Linked DNA regions of Mus musculus: all the other regions are linked to region 2. The links are chromatin contacts, called in public Hi-C and HiChIP or PLAC-seq maps. All regions are on one chromosome and are shown on one strand. Each heading gives the region's core, a stretch centred on a gene start, on an enhancer-like site or on the middle of the called end of the contact. The rest is flanking DNA. Distances are from core to core; before and after follow the strand shown. Region 1 overlaps Dglucy (D-glutamate cyclase). Region 2 holds the start of Rps6ka5 (ribosomal protein S6 kinase, polypeptide 5). Region 3 overlaps Dglucy (D-glutamate cyclase).

The links. A called contact is a pair of places that touch in the nucleus more often than the background predicts. HiChIP or PLAC-seq counts read pairs in DNA pulled down with a chosen protein or histone mark.
Region 1: a contact with region 2 is called in an H3K27ac HiChIP or PLAC-seq map of embryonic stem cells, with 8 read pairs. The contact joins the enhancer-like site here to the promoter of Rps6ka5 in region 2. A contact is called at or near these places in 1 of 39 promoter capture datasets (macrophages), 2 of 484 Hi-C or Micro-C datasets (bone marrow-derived macrophages and nephron progenitors), 5 of 115 datasets of contacts at active chromatin or transcription factors (the SCID.adh cell line, bone marrow-derived macrophages, embryonic forebrain and 2 more) and 4 of 9 other capture datasets (adipose tissue, liver, macrophages and 1 more).
Region 3: a contact with region 2 is called in a Hi-C map of granulocyte-monocyte progenitors, with 2.5 times the contacts expected there. The contact joins the enhancer-like site here to the promoter of Rps6ka5 in region 2. A contact is called at or near these places in 4 of 39 promoter capture datasets (the C10 cell line, the HPC-7 cell line, liver and 1 more), 1 of 15 datasets of contacts at CTCF or cohesin (the NIH/3T3 cell line), 17 of 484 Hi-C or Micro-C datasets (the C2C12 cell line, the HPC-7 cell line, the N1E-115 cell line and 14 more), 7 of 115 datasets of contacts at active chromatin or transcription factors (CD8 T cells, the HPC-7 cell line, the SCID.adh cell line and 3 more) and 3 of 9 other capture datasets (adipose tissue, liver and pancreatic islet).

Annotation. Positions count from the first base shown.
Region 1 is chr12:100,815,087-100,820,019 of GRCm38.p6, forward strand. All of the region lies in intron 1 of Dglucy (D-glutamate cyclase), which reads left to right. Among named protein-coding and RNA genes, the nearest start is that of Dglucy, 38 kb to the left of the region's middle. Within about 2 kb of position 2,000, at least 5 of the 459 cell types and tissues checked have an H3K27ac peak or open chromatin away from gene starts, as enhancers often do. A contact at or near this core is called in embryonic stem cells, where this site is marked.
Region 2 is chr12:100,723,662-100,727,914 of GRCm38.p6, forward strand. Rps6ka5 (ribosomal protein S6 kinase, polypeptide 5) reads right to left here and starts at 1,459. Exons shown (of 17, transcript NM_001330702.1): 1 at 1,120-1,459. The coding sequence starts at 1,219.
Region 3 is chr12:100,787,279-100,791,751 of GRCm38.p6, forward strand. The region is part of intron 1 of Dglucy (D-glutamate cyclase); the gene reads left to right. Among named protein-coding and RNA genes, the nearest start is that of Dglucy, 10 kb to the left of the region's middle. Within about 2 kb of position 2,838, at least 46 of the 459 cell types and tissues checked have an H3K27ac peak or open chromatin away from gene starts, as enhancers often do. A contact at or near this core is called in beige adipocytes, brown adipocytes, granulocyte-monocyte progenitors and 1 more, where this site is marked.

The DNA.
Region 1 (4,933 bases), core at 750-3,249, 92 kb after region 2:
CATAGTATTAGTAGTCCCATGAGAAAACAAACAGAGAGGTCAATGATTCACGATAGCTAGGTCGAGATACCAACTTGCTCTTGGTTTGCACTTTCACCATGATGTTTCATGGATGGATGGATAGATGGATGGATGGGTGGGTGGGTAGGTGAGTTGATGGATGGATGGATGGATGGATGGATGGATGGATGGATAGATAGATGGATGAGTGGATGGATGGGTGGGTGGATGGATGGATGGATGGATGGATGGATGGATGGGTGAGTGGATGGATGGATGGGTGGGTGGAGAGATGAGTGGGTGGATAGATGAGAGGGTGGATAGATGGATGGATGGGTGGGTGTTTGGACGGATGGGTGGATAAATGAGTGGATGGATAGATGTATTGATGGATGAATGGATAGAGGTATAGGTGGATGGGTAATGTACTGTGCTTGAACACTAGTGCAATTTGTCTACATATAAATTGTAGATAGTTTATGAGAAAGAATTTAGGATTGGATCACAAATATTTCTCCATCCATCTCCACTTCAGAGCACACTCTAGGTCACTATGGTGGTTTACATAAGAATGACCGACCTAGACTCATAGATTTGAATATTTTGTTACTAGGAAATGGCACTATTTGAAAGAAGTAGGAGGTGTAGCTTTGTTGGAGGAAGTGTGTTACTGAAGGTGGGTTTGAGGTTTCAAAAGCCCACTCCAAGCCCAGAGTCTCTCCCCTTCTGCTGCCAGAGGATCTAGCTGTAGAACTCTCCACTACTTCTCCAGCACAGTGCCGGCCTGCGTGCTGCATGCTCCCTGCTATGATGAAAATGGACTAAACCTTTGAAACTGTAAGCCAGCTCCAATAACTGTTTTCTTTTATAAGAGTTGCCATGGTCATGGTGTCTCTTCACAGCAGTAGAGCACTAAGAAAGACACCTCTTTGGTCCCTTCTTCAGTGTTCCCAACACCCCTCAGTTGATACAGAGATGGAGAGGAGGGGGCATGCTCTCTGAGAGAACAGTGGAAGCTCTGGATTTCTGGCAGAGTGTGAAATGTTCAGATGAGTAGGGAAGGCTCTCCTGAGTGACTCTGGCTCCCTGGAGTTGGATGAAGAGGGAGGCTTAAGAGCAGATGGAGGCCAGGACAGACCTAGGGATGTGTGGGAAAACAAATCAACCTCTCCACGAATGGGACTCCCATGTTCAACTCCTCCCCCTCCTCCATCACCTCCATGTCTACCCTTCCAGAGTTGGCCTATATGGATTTGGATATGGGTGGTGCACTTGTACATAGATTCCTTCATATGTTGGAGAAATTGTTTTAGATGAGGCACAAAGAGATACCTCATTTTAGGACTAGTGAGATAAAAAAAATTAAAGACTTAGCTCATTTAAAAAATAGTTAAGTGATCTGACATTTCCTGGTCTGGATGTGGTTTGAATGTGTGCCCAATAGTTGTTAGGTTTTGTTTGTTTGTTTTTAATTTGTATTTTTTAATGGGTTTTGGAGACAGGATTTCTCTGTGTAGCCCTGGCTGTTCTGTAACTCATACTGTAGACCAGGCTGGCCTCACACTCATTATGTAGTCCAGTCTGGCCTTAAATTGACCATACTCCTCCCTCAGCCCACTAAATGCTGAGACTAAAGACATGTGCCACTATACCTGACTACTAAAATTATGTATATATACTTTTTTTCTTAAATAAGCTACTCAGTTTCGGGTATTTGTTATAGCAGGGGGAAAAAAAAAGACAAGACAAATACCACACATATAATCTTCAATATAACCAAACCTGGATGTGTTCAATTAGCTTCTACTTAGTTGTTTCTAAATTATTTATATGACAAACAGCACTGCTAATGCACTCTGGGATTTTATTTGCTCTTTGAAAATATCTTAGGATGAATTCCTAGAACTGAATAAAGCAAAGGGGTGGCTCCATGAAGGTGGAATTTCAGTTATCTACCATAAGAGTGGACCAGATCTGTTTACTCTGGAGTTGGGGTGTGTCAGATTCTGCTGAGAGGGTGGTTGTCTTTGGGGCTCAGTGTAGAGAGAATAGCTTATGTATTGTACATATTGCATTGCCACAGACTCTCTGGGCCCCTTTGTCTTCGTGGAACGGGTCTCTAGTCTCGGGTGGGCAAAGCGTCGGATGAATTGATAGACAGATGCACACAGGAGAGGTTGTGTAGTATCTGAATGTAATGTCAAATCCAGCATCAGACTTTTTATGCAGAAGACAATAAGGAAGTTGGGTGACATACCAGCAAGGTACAAAGAGGTTACTGGATTCTTACATAAAACAGAGGAATGCAAACACAGAAGGTCTAACGGGAACCACCTGGGATAGAATTCATTGTTAACAACTGGGATCAGCAAGGGCTCCACCTAAGATTCACTTAATCTTAGAAGCCAGGGTCAAGGGCTTCATGCGCTTGCCATAGTTCCTATTTTAGTCTATTGTATAGTCCACCTTCTCCTTAGGCCATTGTAAATACGTGTGTATGGGTGTAACTCAGCTATAGTCTTAGAAGCCAGGTGTGAGGTCTTTACTCTCCTAGGGCAAGGGCTTTCACACCCAAGTCTTGGTTCTAGCTAACCATCTCATGAATAATGCAATACTTTAAAACCACAGCCCGATCTACTTCCTAAACCATTGTAAATTCCTGCATATGGGAGCGACTTGGCTTTTATTCTAAGTGATAGTGTAATACCAGAGGCTATTCTGAATGTCACTGTCTAGCTCAAGGACGTTCTAGGACTGTTGGAACACTGGCTTTAGCTATGTCAGAATTCAAGCTTAAAATGCACTTATAATAGGGTAATACTAAAAGAGAGCAAGTGGATCCATACACTAGACTAACTCGGGAATAGAAAATTAATGTATGGGTTAGAGAGAACACCAGACTCCAGGAGTGAGTTTCTGTGAAACTCTTTTGCCTCATGAGTAGCTTTCAAGCCTCAGCCTGTCACGCTGACTTGACTGGAGAGCGTGGCATTGCATCTCCTGTCAATTCAAAAGCCTGTGGCCTAGGACTTAGCCAGGAAATAAAGGTGGCACTCTGGAATAGAGCAGGCATGGGAAGATGTAACAAGACAGTTGTATGGTAAGAGCATACCAACAGGTAACCAGCCACTTAGCAGAATGTAGGTTAAAATAAATGGGTTATCTTAAATTATGATTCTAGCCAGAGAAGAGCCTAGATATATGGCCAAGATATTTGTGAATATATTTTGAGTCTGAGTCTTATTTTTGGGAGTATGGAACAGGGAAGAAGAATCAGGACCTAATTACAACGGTTCAGTCTTAGGATCTTTGATGCTAGAGAATAATATTTGTGGATTTAATAGTTTGTTCTCCAAAAGAGAGAGAGAGGGAGATGCTAAAATATACTGATGTACTATGGATGGGATGGATAATGGATGGATGATGGATGGATGAGTAGATGAATGATGGATGGATGGATGATGGATGGATGGATGATGAGTGGGTGATGGATGGATGGATGGATGGATGGATGATGGATGGATGGATGATGGATGGATGATGGATGGATGGATGATGGATGGATGGATGGATGATGGATGGATGATGGATGATGGATGGATGGATGAGTGGGTGGATGGATGGGTGATGGATGGATGGATGATGGATGGATGGATGAGTAGATGAATGATGGATGGATGGATGATGGATGGATGATGGATGGATGATGGATGGATGGATGATGGATGGATGGATGATGGATGGATGGATGGATGATGGATGGATGGATGGATGGATGATGGATGGATGATGGATGGATGGATGATGGATGGATGGATGGATGGATGGATGATGGATGGATGATGGATGGATGGATGATGGATGGATGGATGGATGGATGGATGGATGATGGATGGATGAATGGATGATGGATGGATGGATGGATGGATGATGGATGGATGGATGGATGGATGAGTGGGTGGATGATGGATGGATGGATGGATGGATGATGGATGGATGGATGGATGATGGATGGATGGATGGATGGATGATGGATGGATGATGGATGGATGGATGATGGATGGATGATGGATGGATGATGGATGGATGGGTAGATGATGGATGGATGATGGTTGGATGGATGGGTGAATGATGGGTGGATGAATGTATGATTACATAGATGTATAAATACATAGATGTGGATAGGTAGTTAGCAGTCACTCATAGACTTAAATCGGGTTTGGATTTGTTCTCTACCCATGAATTATGGACTTTATGTAACTTCTTGGACCTCCCTTGGCCTCTGTTTCCTTGTCCACAAAGAGCTTAAGTGTGCCTTTCTTTAGGGGCTATTATAAATAGCCAATAGATGGTGCCTGACGCATAGTGGGTGCCCAGAGACGGTGGCAACTGCTATCATTTGTTATGAGCAGACCGTCTCTAGCTGTTTAACCTCTGTTCAGGGAATATCCCCTAAAATTGGAAGCTAGATGCCAGATGGGAGGCTACCTTTTTTTTCCTTCTTACTGAACACACACATGACAAACCTGCCATGTGCAGGACAGGTTTCTATCTACCCATATTTATCTCAGGGTTGGGAAATCAACTGAGGGTCCACTTTTATTTATTTATTTTGGTAGGATGGTTGTTGTTGGCTTTTTGTTTTTCAAGACAGGGCATCTCAGCATGGCCCTGGCTGTCCTAGAATTTGCTCTGTAGACCAGGCTGGCCTCAGACTCAGAGATCTGCCTGCCTCTGCCTCCTGTGCTGTGATTAAAGGTGTGCGCCACCACCTGCATGTGCCTGACTTATCCACTTATATTTCTATGAACACAATAGATAAAGGGAAGGAGGAAAACATGCCTCAGGTGATGGACTAAAGCTATAGCTGATGGCTAGCTCAGCTTTTACTCACTGTCAGCTGCATGCACAGATGTCTCCTTCAGTGGGGTTT
Region 2 (4,253 bases), core at 209-2,708:
CAGAACCATCAAAACTGCAGTGCTTATACTGATAAATGAGAAGGCATGAATTTACATCTTATACTAAGTCATAAGACTGGCACCAAAGATACTAATGGGCAATCAAGAATTGTGGGTTGTAGTTAACTTTATCCATCTGTTTCAATCTGTTCCAAACAGCAGCAAGGTGGACCCGCTTTCTACCTGAAACCTGCCATTTGCCATTTGTGTCTACTTAATATAATGTGCCAAAGACTTAAGTGTCAAAAATCTTAAAACCACTGACACTAATAACTATCGATCCACTCTAACACATTCTCCATGCAGAAATGATAGTGTAAGGGGAGACCTGACTCCATGGGGCTGGGGAGACCCAAACTTTACCAATTGGTCCAGATAAGAATTTTCCAAAACAAACCCCGGAATTACACAATGAAAAAGCAAAAGTAAAAAGCTTAGCACACGGAGCTTTACTGATCTCCAGCACAGGGGATGCAAGCACTTAAGTCGCCTAGTGAAGCCTTTCACCCAAAACTTTACATTTATAGAGGCTGCTTGCCAAAAGACCTGGCAAATTTCAGAGAGTATAGTACTTCACGATAACTCTGAGAGAAAGGACTTAATTCCAGAGGACCACGAAGCCTTTTTCCTTCACCAGAGACTAACCGAGAACCAATACCCCTCTCGCAGGATCGCTGTCCCTTAGGGATGGTACAGACATACATACACACACAAACACACACACTCCCCTCACACCTGAACCATCCCAGGCAGAGGTGCAGGGTAAAGTGAGTTCAAGCTTCAAGCTCCATCACACACAGCTCCACACAGCTCACCTCTTGAGGGAAAGAGTACCTTTCCCTCGAGACAGCGTGTAGTGACAGATATGTCACCTATGCAGGAAAGGGGGCATAAAGGCATCTTCCCAGGCTGGGTCGGAAACTGGGGGCCCAGCAGGAGCAAACTTTCCTCTCCGTGCCCAGAGCCTCCCAGGACCCCCGGACTATTCCCCGCCCGCGAAGCCCCGCCCCGGGCCCGTCCCCCCCAGCCCGCGCCCCTTTTGGCCTGTGCGCGCACCCATGCCGGCTCTCAGGCGCGCCTCCGCGGCTGGCCCGGCCAGCAGAGGGCGGGGTCGCTCACCGGTCCGCAGCTCGTGCTTGACAGTAAGGAGCTGCTCGCCGCCGTCGCCGCTGTCCCCGCTGGTGCCCGCGCCGCCGCTGCCGCCGCCCTCCCCCTCCATCTTCACCCTCTTTCCGATCGCGCGGGTCGCTCTTAGGGGAACCTGATGGGACAGCAGACGCCCCGTCTCTCCACAGCTCCAGGAGCCGAGCTGCCGCAGCGCCACAACTCCGACACTGAGGCGAGTCTCTTTCCCGCTCTGGCCGTGCAGCTCCTCCGCCTCCTCCCCTCAGCGGGCACCGCTAGTACGGCACAACCCCGCGCCCTGCGCCTCCACCTCCTCCTCCAGGCCGCTCCTCCCACAGCCAGCCCAGGAGACAGCCCTGAGCCACCAGCGCTATTGGGCGCAGCGCGCGCGCGTCTGCCAGCGCCCGTTCCCATTGGGCGGCTAGTCCTGACGTTTCAGGAGCCGCCCCGCCCCGCTGCTCGAATTGTTGTTGCTTGGCGGGGAGGCAGGAGAGGGAGGAGCGCGAACGCTCCGATTGGCAAGACCCACGGAATGCCCCACCTACTCGCTTTGGTGCGCACGCGCAGGCAGGCCTTCCCTCTCCTGACCTCCCCAGAATGGTCACACCCCTTATTCCCAGCTTCGATCTGTTAGTAAACAGTATCTAGTAGTCAGGAGGCGCTCCGGACCTCTGATTGGCTACTGCGGAAAGAGGCGGGGAAAGACGATTGGACCGCTTGGTCCGCCAATCACAGTGGACAAAGGAGGGTCCTGGAGGGAAGCACTTGTCACCCACGTGTTTGCGCTCGCGCGCGTCTGAGGGTCCTAGGGAACGGCCCACAAATGTGTGACTGTCTGGAAGATGGCATGTCTTCGAATGATACTATTCTCTGTAGCACTAAATAAATTAAATGAATTTTGTGTTTAAATACAGGTAGGAGCCGGCAAGATGGTTCCGTGGGTAAAAGTGCTTGCGGCCAGACGTGGACAACCACAGTGCAGTTCCCATATAATGAAAAAGAACTAACATGTTGACCTCCGACCTCCACACAAGCTTTAATTAAGGGCATGTATCGCTCACACAAGGCAAAACTAAATTACGTTTAAAAATTAAATACAGGTAGCTCCTATACACAAAAAGTCAAGGTTCTGGCTCCGGATGAGAAATCTGAAATAATAACTTGTGGAGGTGGGGAGTGTAGCTCAGCCTAGCCTTGACCCCCTGGTACGTCTAGCACCACCTCCCAGTGCTGGAATTCGCAGTATGTGCCACCATGCCTTGCTTATGACATGCGGGAGATTGAACTCTCCAGCTTTATGAATGCTAGGCGAGCAGTCTACCAGTTAAACTACATCCTCATCCCAATTTTTCATGTTTAAGAAACTCAAAGAGTGTGGTGAATCATAAAATAAGATTCAATTTCTGCTCCTGAAAAGCTATTAACGGAACTCGAGAGATGGGCAACTTGTATACAGGCACAGGAAACTATAAAGAATTTAAACAAAACTGTGAACCAGTATTAAGCATTAGAGAATGGCACAGATGGCAACGATTATTCTCAAGGCTTTTAGGGCAAGGAGAAAATCTGGATAGCCAATTTAAAGGGCAAGTAAGACAAAACTGGAGACATTTCACACAGAGGTAAGCTGTGAGCCTAGGTCTAGAGGAGATCAAATGCTGGTGACCTAAGTAACAGGTAGGCTAAATGAAGTGTAAGGGAAACAGCTGTATAGGAAAGATGAGTGTATCTTTATTTTCCTTCTTGGAAAAAAAAAAACAAAAAAACAAAACAAACAAACAAAAAAAAAAACCAAAACAAAAAAACCCAAAACAAAACAAAAACACCTGACAGAAGCATTCTAAAGAAAGAACAGGTGTGGTGGCACTGACCTTTAATCCCAGCACTCAGGAGGCAGAGGCAGGCAGATCTCTGTGAATTCAAAGCCAGCCTTGTCTACATATCGAGTTCTAGGATAGTCAGGGCTACACAGAGAAACCTTTTCTTAAAAACACTCAAAAGAGAAAAAAGAAAGACCTGGGCAGGGTCGGGGAGTGACTTACATTTTAAGGATAGAGTGTATCATGGAGGCGGGAAGATGGAGGAACAGGAGACCACTTGGTCAAGTTGTGTCTGTGGTCAGAAGCAGACAGCGCTAAACTGTGGTACTCAGCAGTCTCCTTTCTATTAAATCCAGGACACCCAGCACAGCTAGGGTGGATCTTCCCTGTTAAGCCTCCCTGGAGATGCCATTAAAGAGACACCCACAGGTGTGTCTCCCAGGTGGTTCCAAATCCGGGCAAACTGAGAATGAAGATGAACCGTGTCCTTAAGACAATGAGGGATCGTAAATGTTACACTGAGGCACAGAAGTTATTTAGTAATGAAGTCCCCTACACTAGTTAGAACAGCAAAGTCACTCTCTTATAACTTGTCGAATCCCATGAGGCTGACGGGAAGAGAGGACTCACTGGGAAAGAATGTATTGCAAGTGTAGCACTGACAGCTTAATTTCTGTAGCGGAAGTAGGTGATAATGAGAAAAGAAAAGACGAGCATAAACAATGCAAAAATGATCTTCTAAATTGCACATGGATTAGATGAAGAATGGGCAAACTATCTTCCTGTTAGAGGACAGATAGCAAATCCAAGGCTGTGTGAGCCGTAGACTCTCATTTATAACTACTCAATTTTTCTGGAAAGTGGTCAATAGAAAACAGAAAGACAATAACAAATGGCTGTGTTCCCCTAAGATGTCTTAATGGATATTGGAATTTGAATTTCACATGCCATAATATATTATTGTTTTAATATCTTTTCAAACATTGAAATATGCAAAACCCATCCTTAGCTCATGGGCCTTTAAAAAGTAGAAAGTGGTCTATATTTGGTAGTCTCCATAGTTGGCAGATTTTTGTACCAAAGTACCTGAAGGGGCTGGAGAGATGGATCAGCCGTGAAGAGCACTGATTGCTCTTCCGAAGGTCCTGAGTTCAAATCCCAGCAACCACATGGTGGCTCACAAACATCCTAAATGAGATCTGATGTCCTATTCTGTAGCAAGCTGGCCCGAGGCTTACAAGGACCCGGTACCGTACACCGGGGAAGCAGGCTGGAGCTGAAAGAGAGAAACTAGCCGGTCGAGAGAAA
Region 3 (4,473 bases), core at 1,588-4,087, 65 kb after region 2:
TCAGCATGCTTCCAACTATTTTTGTTTTATTTCACTTTGGGTGGGAGTCAGGGGAGGGACAGGGTCTCCTGCACTCCACGTGGGCCAGAACTTGCTTTGTAACTGACGATGACCTTGAACTCCTAGTCCTCCTGCCTCCACCTCCCCAGTACTGGGATTATAGGCACGAGCCTCCACCCTTGGCTGTTTCTGACTTTCAAACAGAGCATCACTTGGCTTTAAGTATCATTCTTATAGAGATGCATAGCCAGCTGGCAGAAAGCACCATCTCCTCCCTGATACCTCTCCTCTCTGGGATCCCCCATTCGTGACATCATTGCCTTTGTTCTGTTGACAGTTCAGCAGGACTTGGAACTGGAAGAATGAGATAAGTCCTCTATTGGGCAGCTACTTGGTAAGCAATTAGGCTTGTTATTGGAGCAGCTACTTGGTGAGTATTAGGCTGTTGGACAGTGTGGCTTTCCTCAGCTGCGAGGCTGCTGGGGCTCCTTCAACAGTTCTAACAAAGGGATTGCCTATACATCCCTCTGACTGAAGCATTGTCCACCAGGAAGAACTTTCTGTGCTTCATAGACACCTTCATTGTCAGGTGAAGGTTGTTTTTAACTATCAAGCTTGAAATTAAGTTACTGTTGGACCTGTTCTCTGGAATGACAGAGTTTCTGTCTCAGTGTGATTTAAGCCATTAAAGAGGTATTTACTGTTTAAAAGATGTTTCTAGGCACACATGTTTGTAGAGTATGGGGTGCATGGAGACCTGACTTTCCTTTTTCAGCCTAGGTTTTTCTTTCCCTATTGGCTTCTTCCTCAGCTATTTCCATGGCAGAAATAGTCAATGGTAGCCCCTTCTTACATTGTCGTTTCTGATAACAATTTCAAAGACATAGACTATTACTTCCCTAAAGCTACACATAGAGTGCCTACATGGGTCATGTGGCCATCCCTTAACAAAACAGGACTAGGACTAAGAGTCTAGCTTGATGGTAAAGCACTTGCTTAGCATTCAGGGGGGCCTGGGTTCAATCTCTAGCACTGAGGAGTGGCGCACATCAAGTTCATGAGGAAGGGTTATTTTGATTGATCACCTAGGTCTGAAATACAGACTGAAATAACTGTCCTACCAGGGTCGGGGAAGAACAGCCTTAAAACCTTTTAGGTGGGGTTGGCAAGATGGCTTAGCAGACAAAGGTGTCTGCCATCAAGCCTGGAAGCCTGAGTTTGAACCCTAGGAGGAACCACATGGTGGAAGGGGAGAATCAACTCCTGAAAGTTGTCCTCTGACTTCCACATGTATGCTGTAGTATGTACACACATGTATATACACACACAACACAGATACACATCACAATACACACATACACACATACATACACATACACACATACATACATACTTTTTATAACTTTCTGGACATGTAACAGCCTCTTTGGGTTGCCACATATCACATGTCAAGCTACAATCATCAGAAGTGTGTTAGCTAGAAGTTCTGGAAGGCAGGAGATTGACATCTGAGAGTCAGCAGAACCATACACCCTCTGCGAGCTTCTGGAACATTCTTTCCCGACCTGTCTTGGTTTTGGTTGCCCCAGGCTGTCCTTGCTGTCCCACCTCCTCTCCTCTTTCACAAGCCACCCCTTCAGTGTTTCTCCCTCTTTGTCAACTCTTTCTTCATAGATGTTGCCACTGGACTTCGGGTCATTCACTTGACCCACAGTAATTTCATCTTAAGAGTCTTCATGGAATTGTATCTACAAACACCCTTTTCCTCATAGAAGGTCATGTTCTTAGGTACTGGGAACTCAAGCTTGGATATATCTTTGGGGAGAGCCTCAAGACAACCCACTACAATGTCAGAAGAAGCAGGTGGTTTCCAAGCGCCACTCCATGACTGCCCACCACCTACCTTTCTAGCTAAACAATTTTGTAATCACACTGCCCAACATGATCCAAGCTACAAAGTTAGCCTATGTGTAATTTTCTTGGTCAGGTATGGACGTTGCTCTTAATCTAGCAACTAGTTACCAATGGCAGATGCAAATGGATGGGGCCTTTAGCTTAGAGACAAATAAGAGACTGTAATAAAATCCACAGCGTTTGTGGATGGAGGGAGGGGGACAGGGCATGCTGCTGTCACTCAGCATGTGGTAGATTGCAGAGGTGTGACAAGGAGCCTTTTTTTTTTACTTAAAGATATTTATTTTTTTATTATATATTTTATTTTTTATTTTTTTAATTAGGTACTTTCTTCATTTACATTTCCAATGCTATCCCAAAAGTTCCCCATACCCTGCCCCGACTCCCCTCCCCACCCATTCCCACTTCTTGGCCCTGGCGTTCCCCTGTACTGGGGCATATAAAGTTTGCAAGACCAATGGGCCTCTCTTCCCAATGATGGCCAACTAGGCCATCTTCTGATACATATGCAGCTAGAGACACGAGCTCCGGGGTACTGGTTAGTTCATATTGTTGTTCCACCTATAGGGTTGCAGACCCCCTTTAGCTCGACAAGGAGCCTCTTAATGTCTGCTGAAGAATATGAGTTCCTTCATCAGCCAGAGGATGCAGGACAATGCTTTCCAGGAAACTTCCCTTACCATTATCTTCACTGGGGACCTCAGACAGAGTGTGTCCCCTCTACAGGATAGTGACTCTAGACTCAGATCTGGGGTTAGCCTCTGTCAGTTGAACAATCTTTTACTGTGGGTTGCTTGACTGGGATACTCTCTGACACTCTTACACAGTTGCAAAGTCATTTTCTAATAACTCCAAGGGCTGCTGAGCAGAGCCAGAAACCTAGGAAAGTCACACCCTGGAATCTGGACTCTGTCCTTGCCTTGTCTCCTGGCTCATTTCCTGCACGATGCCCTCCCCCAGCCATGCTTCAGGCTGAAGCCTCTTGGCCTCTGCCCTGGACAAGTTGAGCTGAAGGTGGGGGGGGGGCGCTATGCAGCTGACCCTCGTGCTGTCTCCAGTGGACTGCTGTTTGTCTACAGGCTCTTCTGAGGGTCAGGGCAGTTAGAGAAGAAGGCCTCCTGGTTTGTGTCCTGCCCTCCACTTGGTTGTCCTTCTCCCACCCTTTGCTTGCACTGGGAGCCTGGGACAGGGAAGTAGACTTTTGCAATCCTGAAATGTGATTTCTGAGTTCTTGGTTCAGTTGGTTAACTGGCTCCAGAAAGAAAGATGAGCTCCTGGCTATGGTTCCCTTTCCCCACCTTCTAGAAGGTCAACTGGGATGCAGGACTCTCTCTCTCTCTCTCTCTCTCTCTCTCTTTCTCTCTCTGTCTCTCTCTCTTAAATTTAATTTTATTTGTGCATACAAGAGCTTTCCACAAATGTGTATATACATGTATATGTGTGTCTGTGTGTGTGCATATGCATGTGCAGGTGTTTGTGGGATCCAAATCAACCTCAGATATAGCTCCTCAGAAGTACTACACATGGTGCTTTGAGATGGGGTCTCTCACTGGGACCTGGGACTCACCAGTGACTAGGCTGGCTGGCCCAAAAGTCCCAGGGATCCCCTTTGTCTCAGCCTTCCCTCTCTGAGATTACTACCATGAACCAGGCTCAGCCTTTTCACTCGGGGTCTAGAGATCAGACTCAGGTTGAGTCATTTACCCAGCCCCAAGAATGTTATTTTTCTTATAGAACATGCTGAAGTAGCCCTCTTCCTCCTCTTCTTTAGAAATCTACATTTCTAACCTCTCTGCACAGGCATATCAATGGCAGATTTCACAGCAGTGGTTTCAGCTACTTTATAACTGGCGGTTACTGACCAATACAGGTCAACATGTTAACAGTTCTCAGTGCAAATTCAGAGACACTGAACCACAACCAACACCACCATCTTTCTCCAGAACTTTTTCCTCATCTCAAACTAAAACTCTCCCCTATCCCTGCCCCTTTAGCAGCCACTGGGAACTTACACTCTGATATTTTTTGCTATCTTTGTGAACTTAACTCATTTAGATAGTTCATATAAGTGGAATCGTACAATGTTTATCTTATACCTGGCCTCACGTGTAGTGCCTTTCCTACTGCTTCAGGACACATCTGTATTACAGCATGTGTAAGAAATGTTGTTCCTTTTAGAGGCTGAGTAGTACTGCACTAGAAGTATATAACTACATGTTTATTTACCACCCATCAGTGTTTAGATCGCTTCTGCCTTTGAGCCTTTGTGAATGATGCAGTTAGGAACACGGATGCGTAAAAGTGTAGTGAATTTCTTGCTCTGCATCCTTTGGGGCACATACCTGAAGTGGGCTTGCTGGCTACACTGTTTAGTTGTTTGGGGATGAGTCACTGGATCTTCGAGGAGGCTCTGCCATTTCATGCTCAAAGGGTTTCATTTCTCTAAAGCTTGGTTAACGTGAGTCTTCTGCTTTTGCTTTTGTGTTTTGTAATAGACTCTCCATCAGGTCCTTGTGGTTTGATGTGCACTCTGCTTTATACCATAGAGCAGTTCTTCTC